Linked DNA regions of Mus musculus: region 1 is linked to region 2. Evidence: chromatin contacts called from public HiChIP or PLAC-seq data. All regions are on one chromosome and are shown on one strand. Each heading gives the region's core, a stretch centred on a gene start, on an enhancer-like site or on the middle of the called end of the contact. The rest is flanking DNA. Distances are from core to core; before and after follow the strand shown. Region 1 has its middle 18 kb from the start of Pla2g10os. Region 2 holds the start of 2310015D24Rik (RIKEN cDNA 2310015D24 gene).

Region 1 (4,721 bases), core at 1,770-4,269, 190 kb after region 2:
AAAGTCTGAGCTTCCAGGTGAATGAAATGTTTGTTGTGATTCCTGGTAGAAGTGCTGCCTCCCTACTCAGGAACCAAAATTTCTAGGCTAACAAGAGTTATAAGGCCTAGAGATCTGCAAGCAAAATGTTTCCTAGTGGATCATTAGTCGTGATAATGAGTAGGACTATTCCCTTTTCCATTCCTTTATTCCTGGACCTGTGGATCCTGGCTATGGGAGAAATCACTGTATTTTGGACACTGACTAAAAGAATATCCTGCCTCTTGCCCCAACCCTCCAGGCTGCTGCCACCTAATTGGAAGTGTAATTGTGTCTTCCAAAGGCCATTCCATCTTCTTATCAAGCCAGCTCCTTCAAGATGGTGGGGAACGTGGCAAGATTCCATGATTGTGGGCCCACTGTTGTACTTCTCTGGCTATGGAATTAGTTCCTTGGTCAGAAGCAATACTGTGGAATACCATGGCAGTGCATAAGGCATTATGTTTAGGAAAGTCAAATCCATAACCAGAATGGGTATCTACTCCTGTAAGAACAAAGCATTGTCCTTTCCATGGAGGAAGTGGTCCAGTATTATCAGCTGCTACCAGGTCAACTCAGGGACGGTGCATATATAGGATCTGGCTTTTAGCAGCATCTGTAGCCAGGTCAGCATTGGTGAGTGGAAGCCCATGCTGCTAAGCCCATGCATATCCCTCATCTCTGCCTCCATGGCCACTTTGTTTATGGGCCTATCCTGTCACCTTGATTCTCAGCTAAAGCCACCTTTTGATGAACATTTACATGGGACACAAGTATCTTCCCATCCTTTGCCCATTTGGAGAGCTCTAGCCACATACTTCTTCCCCAGATGTCTTTCTCATGTATTTTCTAATCTTGCTCTTTCCAAGTCCCTGACCATCTAGCCAATCCACGAATCTGAACAATCACACATCTGGCAATTTTTCCTTCCAAGCAAAATGTGTACAGCCTGAAGTTCAACCCACTGAAGATTTTCCTTCAGTGGTGTCTTTCAGGGATGTCCCAGAAAGGGATTGTAATGCTGCAGCTGTCCCATTCTAGGTGGTGCCTTCATAACATGCAGAACTATCATGAAGCCATGCCTTTTCCTCCGTCAACCGGTCATAAGGCACACCCCCATGAGCTAGAGGTGCACGCTTGGCAACAGATGGCATTGTAATAGTAGGAACCATTTACATGGGCAGCTTCTTCATGTAACTTGCTTATGCCTTCAGGACCTGCTCGGGCATGATCACGTATATACCACTTCTATTTGATAACAGATTGCTGCTGTACGTGTCCTGCATCATGACTTGTTGGGTCAGAAACATCCAGCTCATGATGGGCAGCTCAGGTCTAATGGTAACTCGGTGGCCCACTGTCCAAAGTTCAATTTCCATAAAGGCCCAACAGCAAGCCAAAAGCTATCTTTCGAAGGGAGGATCATTGTATGCAGATGATATAGAGCCTTGCTACAAAAGCCCAAAGGTCTCTTCTGTGATTCACCTATAGAGGCCTGCAAAGGCTCCAAACAGCATACCTATCTGCCACTGCCACTTCAAGGACTACCAGGTCTAAGGGCTCATATGTTCCAAGTGGTAGAACAGCCTGCACAGCGGCTTAGACCTATTGAAGAGCCTTCTCCTGTTCCACACAAAGCTAGTAGCTTTCTGAGTCTCTTGGTATATGGGCAGGAGTAACACACCCAAGTGAAGAATGTGCTGTCTCCAGAATGCAAATAGACCCAGTAAATGTCGTTGCTTCTTTCTTGGTGGTGGGAGACACCAGGTGCAATAACATCCTTCACCTTAGAAGGAACATCTCTGCATGCCCCATGCAACTGGACTCCTAAGATTTTCACTGAGGTAGATGGTCCTTGAATTTTGGTTGGATTTATTTCCCATTCTCTGATATGCATATTGTTACCAATCAGTACAAAGTGGTTGCTCCCTCTTGCTTGCTTGATCTAATCAGCATAATGCTGCCAATATAGTGCACCGATGCAATATTTTATGGAAGAAACAGACAATCAAGATTCCTTCTAACTTAGACACAGGGCTGGAGAGTTAATATATACTTGGGGTAAAACAGTAAAGGTACAATGCTGGCATTGCCAACTAAAAGCAAATTACTTCTGATAGGCCTTATGGGCAGATACCCAGAAAAGGGCATTTGCTATATCAATAGTTGCATACCATATTGTATAGGGGATGTATTAATCTGTTCAAGTAAGACACTACATCTGCTACAGCAGTTGCAATCAGAGTCAGTACTTCATTGAATTTTCAGTGACCAACTGTCATGCTCCATGATCCACCTGTCCTGGACATTAGCCAAAAGGAAATGTGGTGGCAGCCATCACCCAGCATCTTTCAAGTCCTTGATGGTGGCACTAGTTTTCTAATTATTTCAGACATTTGACACTGTCTTTGATTCACTATTTTCCCTAGCAGAGGCAACTCCAGTAGCTTCCATTTAGTCTTTCCAACCTTAATAGCCCTCATTCCAAAAGTTAAGGAACTAATGTACAACATCTGCCAAGGTCTAAGTCTATCTACCCCAATTCTACATTCGGGGGCTGGTGATGAGTCCAGGAATCCACGGGACCTTTGTGTGTGTCAGACTCCAGCCACTCCCTAACCTCTTATGTCCATAAGCTCCCGCTTTAATGGGAGGGCCACAATGTTTCTTGAGGTCTCCTAGAATCTCTGCTGGTTCAGAACCAGCATCCAGCAGTTGAACCATCTCATTGTTTCTTTTCCTCCATTGTTCAGTTTCCCCTGTAAAAGACCACAGATCCCTCTGAGGAAGGGCTGGAGAAAGACTAACAGCAAATGTTTCCATGTTTTATCCACGTCCTTCCTTAGGGGAACCTGACTGTCCTTTCACTCAAGGGGTTCTGGGTCTGCCAGCTGGCTCAAGTCTGGAAATTGATTCATGGGCCGAGATTCCCCTTTGCTGTGATCCAGTGTAGCCTTTTCATTTGTTTGAGAACTTTTTGGCTTCTACAGATGAAACAAAAATTCAGTGGCTTCTTATCTATTTCCTGCCTGGAAACACCATGAGTAATTAGTAGCACTAAATGTCCACATGAGTCACCCACCATTAAATTCACTTTGCCTGTGCTGACCATTATGGGTCAGGCCACTATGAACATTGCTTTGCCTATGCTGCCCATTATAACTACCCTAACAGTTTTAATGTACCTATAAGTCACCTTGCTTTTGGTGATTCAGTGCTGGCGCCCAGCCCCTGCTACTTATTGGGGTCCAATTAAATTCCATTCAATCCGTTAACTGGGCAGCAGCATCTTCAACCTTAAGGTCTGGCACAAGGAAAGGGGCAACAATAAAGCTCTTCAAATGTGCTGGTGCCCCTCTCACTATTTTGTGTCTTATAGGACTCATGAGGGCATGTCTTCTGAGCCTTCTCATCATGGAGGGTTAGGTTTTACAGAGTACCCGCTGTAGCATTGCAATTTCCCCAAACCTTACAATCCCTTCATCAACACGAAGCCAAGGGATATCAGGCATACTCCAGAAGTAAGCCATCTTTTGACAAATACTTCACCCAACCATTTAAACAAACTTTTGACACTTTTTTTTAACTGTGTAAGTTTACATATTCAACCTAGAATCTCCACTTAGAGGGCCCATGTCAATAATCTCAGCCTTTTCTAGTTTTATGACCTTCTACCATTATCCCATACCCTTAAAATCCATTCCCACACATATTCCCCAGACTTCTGCTTGAATCAACAAACACATTAGGCTTTTTAATAATATAGCACACCTCCTCAAGGACAATACTTTTCTACCTCCCCTCTAGGAACCTGCTTTGCCTTGAATTTAGTTACAGATCTAGAGCAAATATTGGTGGGCCCTGAAGGACATTAGTATTGTCTTGAGTGGCATCTCCTTCAGAGAAAGTCACATCTGGCTTAGCAAATGATGAAGGATTTATTTCCTGGATCAAAGGCAGAAAAGACAATATGTCAGGGGTAGACAAGCTCATTTTCTGCTGAGGGTGGAAAGACTTTTTTTGTTCTTGTTTTTGGTTTTTTTTTTGTTTTGTTTTGTTTGTTTTGGTTTTGTTTTGTTTTGTTTTGTTTTGTTTTGTTGTTTTTTCGAGACAGGGTTTCTCTGTATAGCCCTGACTGTCCTGGAACTCACTCTGTAGACCAGGCTGGCCTCGAACTCAGAAATCCGCCTGCCTCTGCCTCCCGAGTGCTGGGATTAAAGGCGTGTGCCACCACGCCCAGCTTTTGTTTTTGTTTTGTTTTTTGAGACAAATTTCTCTGTGTAGACCAGGCACCAGGCTAACCTCAAAATTAAAATGTCTTCCTGCCTCTGCCTCCTGAGTGCTAGGGTTAAAGGCGTGCACCACCACATCCCTTGGCACCACCACACCTGAGAAAATAGAGACTATTTTTTCAGGTGAGATAAACCCTTGTGAATCTGAAGGTTCAAAGTTCTCAGCTTCAGTAGGCGCCTCCCACGCATCCCATCCCAAGTTAAAGGATTCCCCTTAACCACTGACACGCTCCAAGCTGGAGCTTGAGTTTTCCTTGTAATTCAGTGTGATTGTCTACAACTTAGGCTTCCTGGCTGCTGGAAAGATGATTCCCTTCCAGGGCACAGTGAAGCCTTTAGAGTGCTGATGGGCATCTGGAGCCAGCTTTATCACTGCCCTTCACTGTATTCTGCTAGACATTGGTTAATTCT
Region 2 (5,200 bases), core at 1,597-4,096:
CCCACTGCACTGTCTCGTTCACTGTGTGATCTTTAAAAATATATATCTTATTTTTACTTTATAAATCTTCATGTGGGTGTGATCTGTGGAGGTGTGCACATGCTGTGTGCATGCACGTGGGTGTATGAAAATGATGTATGTTTGTGCATATGTTTGAGTGGGTGCAGGTCACATTCACAGCCCACATGTGAAGGGCAGAGAACAACCTTGGGTCTTAGTCCTGGTCTTCCACTGTGTTTGAAACAGGGTCTATTACTTGTTCTGCACATCAAGTCGGCAAGCCTGTAGTGGCTTCTGAGGAGTCAGTCTGCTGTCCCCATCTTGCAGCAGGAGCACTTGCATCCCAGATAGATGCCACCATGCCTGTCCTTATATGGGGTCTGGGGATCCCAACTAGGTTCTCAGGCTGCACAGTGGCAGCTTTGCCCACTGAGGCATCCCCCAGCCTTCTCACTTTTAATTGATGCATGATCATTGCTCACACTGAATCACTCAAGGTGATTCTTTGTGTGTTTGTGTGTGTGTGTACACGTGTACATATGATTGTGGAGGTCAGAGGGTAGTCTTGTGCAGTATCCTTAGGAAAACTCTGCAGCTCCTTTAAGACCCTCCTTAAAGGGTCTCCCTTGGGTTTGGAGCTCACTCATTATAGGTAGGCTGGCTGGTCAGAGAGCTCCAAGGATCCTGCTGCCACTGTCTCCCCTGGGCTGGACTTACAGGCACAGGCTCAGCCTGGCATTTCTCATACGGTTTCTGGGATTGAACACAGGTCTTGGTGCTTGTGAGGTACCCTTTTTTACCCTTCCAGCATGACATTTTAATAGCTGTAGATAGTGTATAATGAGTAGATCAGGTACCCGACAAACAGGTCACCTCAGCAGTAGCCACTGCTCTGTACGGAGCCCTCAGAAACCACTTGCTCACCATTTTAGGCTGTAGTTGCCATAGTCTGCCCCTGTATGAACACTGGAACTGACTCGGCTCCCTCTGCAGCTTTCCTGTATCTGTGAGCCATCTTTCTCCATACTTCCACCTTACACGTTCTTCTCCAGGTGGCTTGGACTGCAGAACAAAGCCCCCCCGCCGGGATGATTGCTTGCGGACAGTGTTCACAGGGACTCGGCGGCTGAGGTCAGGTAGGGATGACAGGGTTGTTCAGCAACCCCTAGAGAATTTCCAGATCTGGCTCCATGGTGATGCTATGAAGTTGATCAGCATCTCCATCTGGGACCTGACTCTCTCCCTGCTCAGGGTCTGGGCTCCTGAAAGAGAATGGCTTTGTATAGAGAAGAGCCCTTTGAGCCCCTCAGAGTCCAGAATGAGTATGCCCTCAGGATTACACCTGCTCTTGTGGTTTTTTTCTACAGTACTGTCACACCTTACTGACCTGCTGTTTAAGAGGAGGGTTCTCAGGCAGGCTTCATCTTGTCTTTGATAACATCTGAGTCACAGTCACTTCTGTCTTGCTACATCCCTTTTGCTGTACACTGGGCCTTATTTTCATTGTCATCTCACCTTTATAGAAGCAAAAGGAAATGAACAGAAAGCAGAGCTGATGCTCCACTGTGTCATAGCAGCTGGTGGATTGTGAGACTCGGGATGTCCAGGCAGTGATCTCAAATCTTTTTGCCCCATGTCTCTTTTAATGGCTTTGGTTCTGATAGAGAAGCCATGACTCTGCATAGACACTCCAGTTTTTCTTAAAATGCTTCTCTGGGCACTGAGGAGATGCCCCAGGAAGTAAAGCATTTGCCATTCGAGCATGAGGACCTAAGCTTGATCCCCCAAGCCCATGCAAAAATCAGGGTGTGACCCCAACACTGGGTGTGACAGAAGGATCTCAGAAGCTCCTTGGCCAGCCTACCCAACCTGGTGAGCACCAGGTCTCAGTAGGAGACCCTGTCTCAGAAACAATCAAACGAAAACCAAAAATCTGTAGGTAGCACCCAAGGAAATTTACACCCAAGGTTGACCACGTGCGTATGGTCATGTGCACACACACACACACACACACACGCACACGCACACAAACACAAACACACACATTGCATACAAGCAAATGCTTATCTTTCTCCTTCTTCTTTGTGGTACAGAGCAGAATGAAGCAGAGGGAGAGAAGCTCTTTCCTGCAGAGGAACGTTTGCTTCCAGAATTGAGCTGTTTCTCGGCACACTGGTCTATTTTTGCAGTAGAGCTGGCTGCCCCATGCCAAGGTTTCTCACCGCAAATAGAAGTTCTGGAAGGGCCTGCTAGTTTCCTCCAGCCTTCAGACACCTCTTCACATTTCATCTGGTTTATCCTCCCCATTCCCAAAAGGAAATATTTGGAGTATTTTCTGTTCCAGATAGGAGGCTCTCCCCAGGGCGCCCGGCTGGGCAGGAGCCTCATTTCACCCTCAGCCCTGGCCTCTGGTACAGCTTTCACTATCCGGGGAAGCTAAGCTTAGCTCCAGTGTGCCAGTCTAGATCCTAAACTGTAGTCCCAACCATGAGTAAAATAGAGTCCCAGAACCCCCTCCCGTGCCCCTGGTCCCTTCCAATCCCTGGCCCTTCTAAATGGCTGAGGCCCACCTGTCATTGAAACCAGGAGTTGGAAGTTCTTTACACAAGGATCATAGGCAAGATGACATTCAACTGAGACACTTTACAAAGAGATGCCTGAAGTCTGAATGTTCTAGAAACTATCCCTTATAGTTGAATCAAAACAGATGGAGTAAAAAAACAACAAACCTGTTGGTTCTCTGGTTGACCAGGGGGATTGCCAACCTCACAAAGACGTCAAGGGGCCAAAACTTCCTTTAGTTTGTCAGGGAGAAAGCTAGTTCTGGAGGTACTCAGAGTGAGCTTTAGAAGGTTCCAGAACAACAACAAATGCAGCAATCCGAAAAGTTCTCCCATCGCCTAAGTAACTCGGTGTCTTCCAGACTTCTTGTCAGACAGCGACTGAGTGATGCTGTAAACTGCTGTTAGCTTTCCTTTCTCCTTTTGGGGACGGTAGTAATAATGACAATACAGCTCCTGTCACATCAATGAGGCTCTCAGTGTGAGTGACAAGAGCGTCTTAGAGTTGGACTCCTGTACGTGAAAGACTCATTTTCCACGTGGCCCAGCTTGTTCAAACCTAAGGCACTGTCCATTTCAGAGTGCAGACTCCTGATGTCAACAAGACTTAGACACAGATTTGACCCTGAACAACTGTGGGACTTTCAGGGACTTCCAAGCTCTTGTGGGCACCAGAATCCCCAGGAGGCTGTGTCTGCAGACTGCTGGGCTGCATCCCTGGAGCTGTGAGTCAGTCGACCTGGAGTGGGGCCCAAGAATGTGCCTTTCTGAGTAGTTCTCAGGTGACACTGATGTGTCGGGATCTGGGCCACACCCTAAGAATAAGCAGCTTCAAAGACGCTGGCCCTGCCTCTGCCTCAGTGGTGGAGGTCTTAGTGAATCGTGTTATCATTCTGCTCTGTCCTGCCTTCTCCACGATTGTCCTTAACATCTTTAACTGATTTGAGGCGTGGGGTGCTGTGGGAATTGTGGAGAAATGTGTGTATGCTTGTATGAGTGTGGAAGCCAGAGATCGCTGTCAGGTGTCTTCATCAAGCGTCTCTTGCTGAACTCGACTCACCAATTGCCTAGACTTACAAGCCGGCCAGCGAGGATTGCCTGGGTCTACTTCCTCGGCTCTTGGATTACCGGCTTCTCTGTGGATGCTGGGGATTGAACTCGGATCCTATTGCTTGTGTGGCAAGTACTTTACATCTGAGCCATTTCCCCAGCCCCTTGTTTATTTGTTTTTGACACAGAGTCCCACCATATAACCCAGGGTGCTGCTGATCCTCCTGCCTCCTCCCTCCAATGCAGAGATAACAAGCGTGTGCTGACACATTTGGCTGACTTTAATTATATATGCTTATCAGAACAGTGTGATGAGTTTTTCTACGAATGTATACAGTGTTGGCCTTCATCAGAGTTGGGTAGGGAGCATAAGCATTCATCATTTCCTTGTGTTAGGAGCCTTTGAACTCACTTCTAGCCTGGGCTACATAACAAGACCCTTCTCAATATATAAATACAAAACCTGTTAGGTCCTAAAGAAACTCAGGACAAATGGCTAACCATGGTGCCTAATTAATATGCTGACGTGCATGGTGGCTGCAGGCTCACTCAGTACCTGCGGTTCCTCTCTGCCTCTCTCACCTCATTCCCTACTCTAAACCTATCCAGCTCAGGGGCTTCGCTTCCCCTGTGTCTAAGTTAGGGTTTTACTGCTGTGAACAGACACCATGACCAAGACAATTCTTATAAAGGACAGCATTTAATCGGGGCTGGTTTACAGGTTCAGAGGTTCAGTCCAGTATCATCAAGACAGGAGCATGGCAGCATCCAGTCAGGCATGGCACAGGAGAAGCTGAGAGTTCTACATCTTTATCTGAAGATTGCTAGCAAAATACTGGCTTCCAGGCAGCTAGGCTGAGGGTCTTAAAGCCCACACCCACTCCAATAGGGCCACACCTAATCCAACAGGGCCACACCTTCTAATAGTGCCACTCCCTGGGCTGAACATATACAAACCATCACACCCAGCTTCTCTTTCCCAGATAACTGCCATTTTGGCTTGCATTCTTTTGTTTTTTGTTTGTTTTTGTTTTTTGAGACAGGGTTTCTCTGTATAGCCCTGGCTGTCCTGGAGCTCACTTTGTAAACCAGGCTGGCCTCGAACTCAGAAATCCGCCTGCCTCTGCCTCCCGAGTGCTGGGATCAAAGGCGTGCGCCACCACGCCCGGCTTGGCTTGCATTCTTGTGGTCCCTCTCTCTTCTCTTTCCCTACTCCTCTCCTCCCCTGGACCAGTTCAGTCTACGGTCATCTCCAGTCTACTATTTTCTCTCCTTGCTCTGGACGCCTGGCTGTGCTTTTCCTCATATCTACAATAAAAGCCTTCCCCTCACCCACACCTAGGAGTGGATGTGTCTCATTTTCACTCACCTGGAGCTTGGAATGCAGGAGAAGCATATATGAGTTCCCTCTCAAGGGGCTCGGACTCTCTTAACCAAACTGAGCTGCAGATATGACTCTCTTAAGGTGTATGCGGATCATTTGTTTCGCCGGCTTCTGCCTCCCACCGTCTTTGACTCCAAACTTCACCTCTTTCTTCAGGTGCTGCTTCCCTCTGTCTCCTCTAACCATTTGTCCCTCCTGGCCCACT

What was found. HiChIP or PLAC-seq counts read pairs in DNA pulled down with a chosen protein or histone mark.
Region 1: a FOXA1 HiChIP or PLAC-seq map of pancreatic cancer cells shows a contact between it and region 2. The contact joins the enhancer-like site here to the promoter of 2310015D24Rik in region 2. A contact is called at or near these places in 4 of 39 promoter capture datasets (the C10 cell line, cranial neural crest, embryonic stem cells and 1 more), 1 of 15 datasets of contacts at CTCF or cohesin (large pre-B cells), 6 of 484 Hi-C or Micro-C datasets (B cells, the CH12 cell line, ECoMG-derived neutrophils and 3 more) and 1 of 115 datasets of contacts at active chromatin or transcription factors (pancreatic cancer cells).

Annotation. Positions count from the first base shown.
Region 1 is chr16:13,709,087-13,713,807 of GRCm38.p6, forward strand. No RefSeq gene overlaps it. Among named protein-coding and RNA genes, the nearest start is that of Pla2g10os, 18 kb to the right of the region's middle. Within about 2 kb of position 3,020, at least 5 of the 459 cell types and tissues checked have an H3K27ac peak or open chromatin away from gene starts, as enhancers often do. A contact at or near this core is called in pancreatic cancer cells, where this site is marked.
Region 2 is chr16:13,518,261-13,523,460 of GRCm38.p6, forward strand. 2310015D24Rik (RIKEN cDNA 2310015D24 gene) reads right to left here and starts at 2,847. Exons shown (of 4, transcript NR_160674.1): 1 at 2,730-2,847; 2 at 1,388-1,515; 3 at 925-1,262.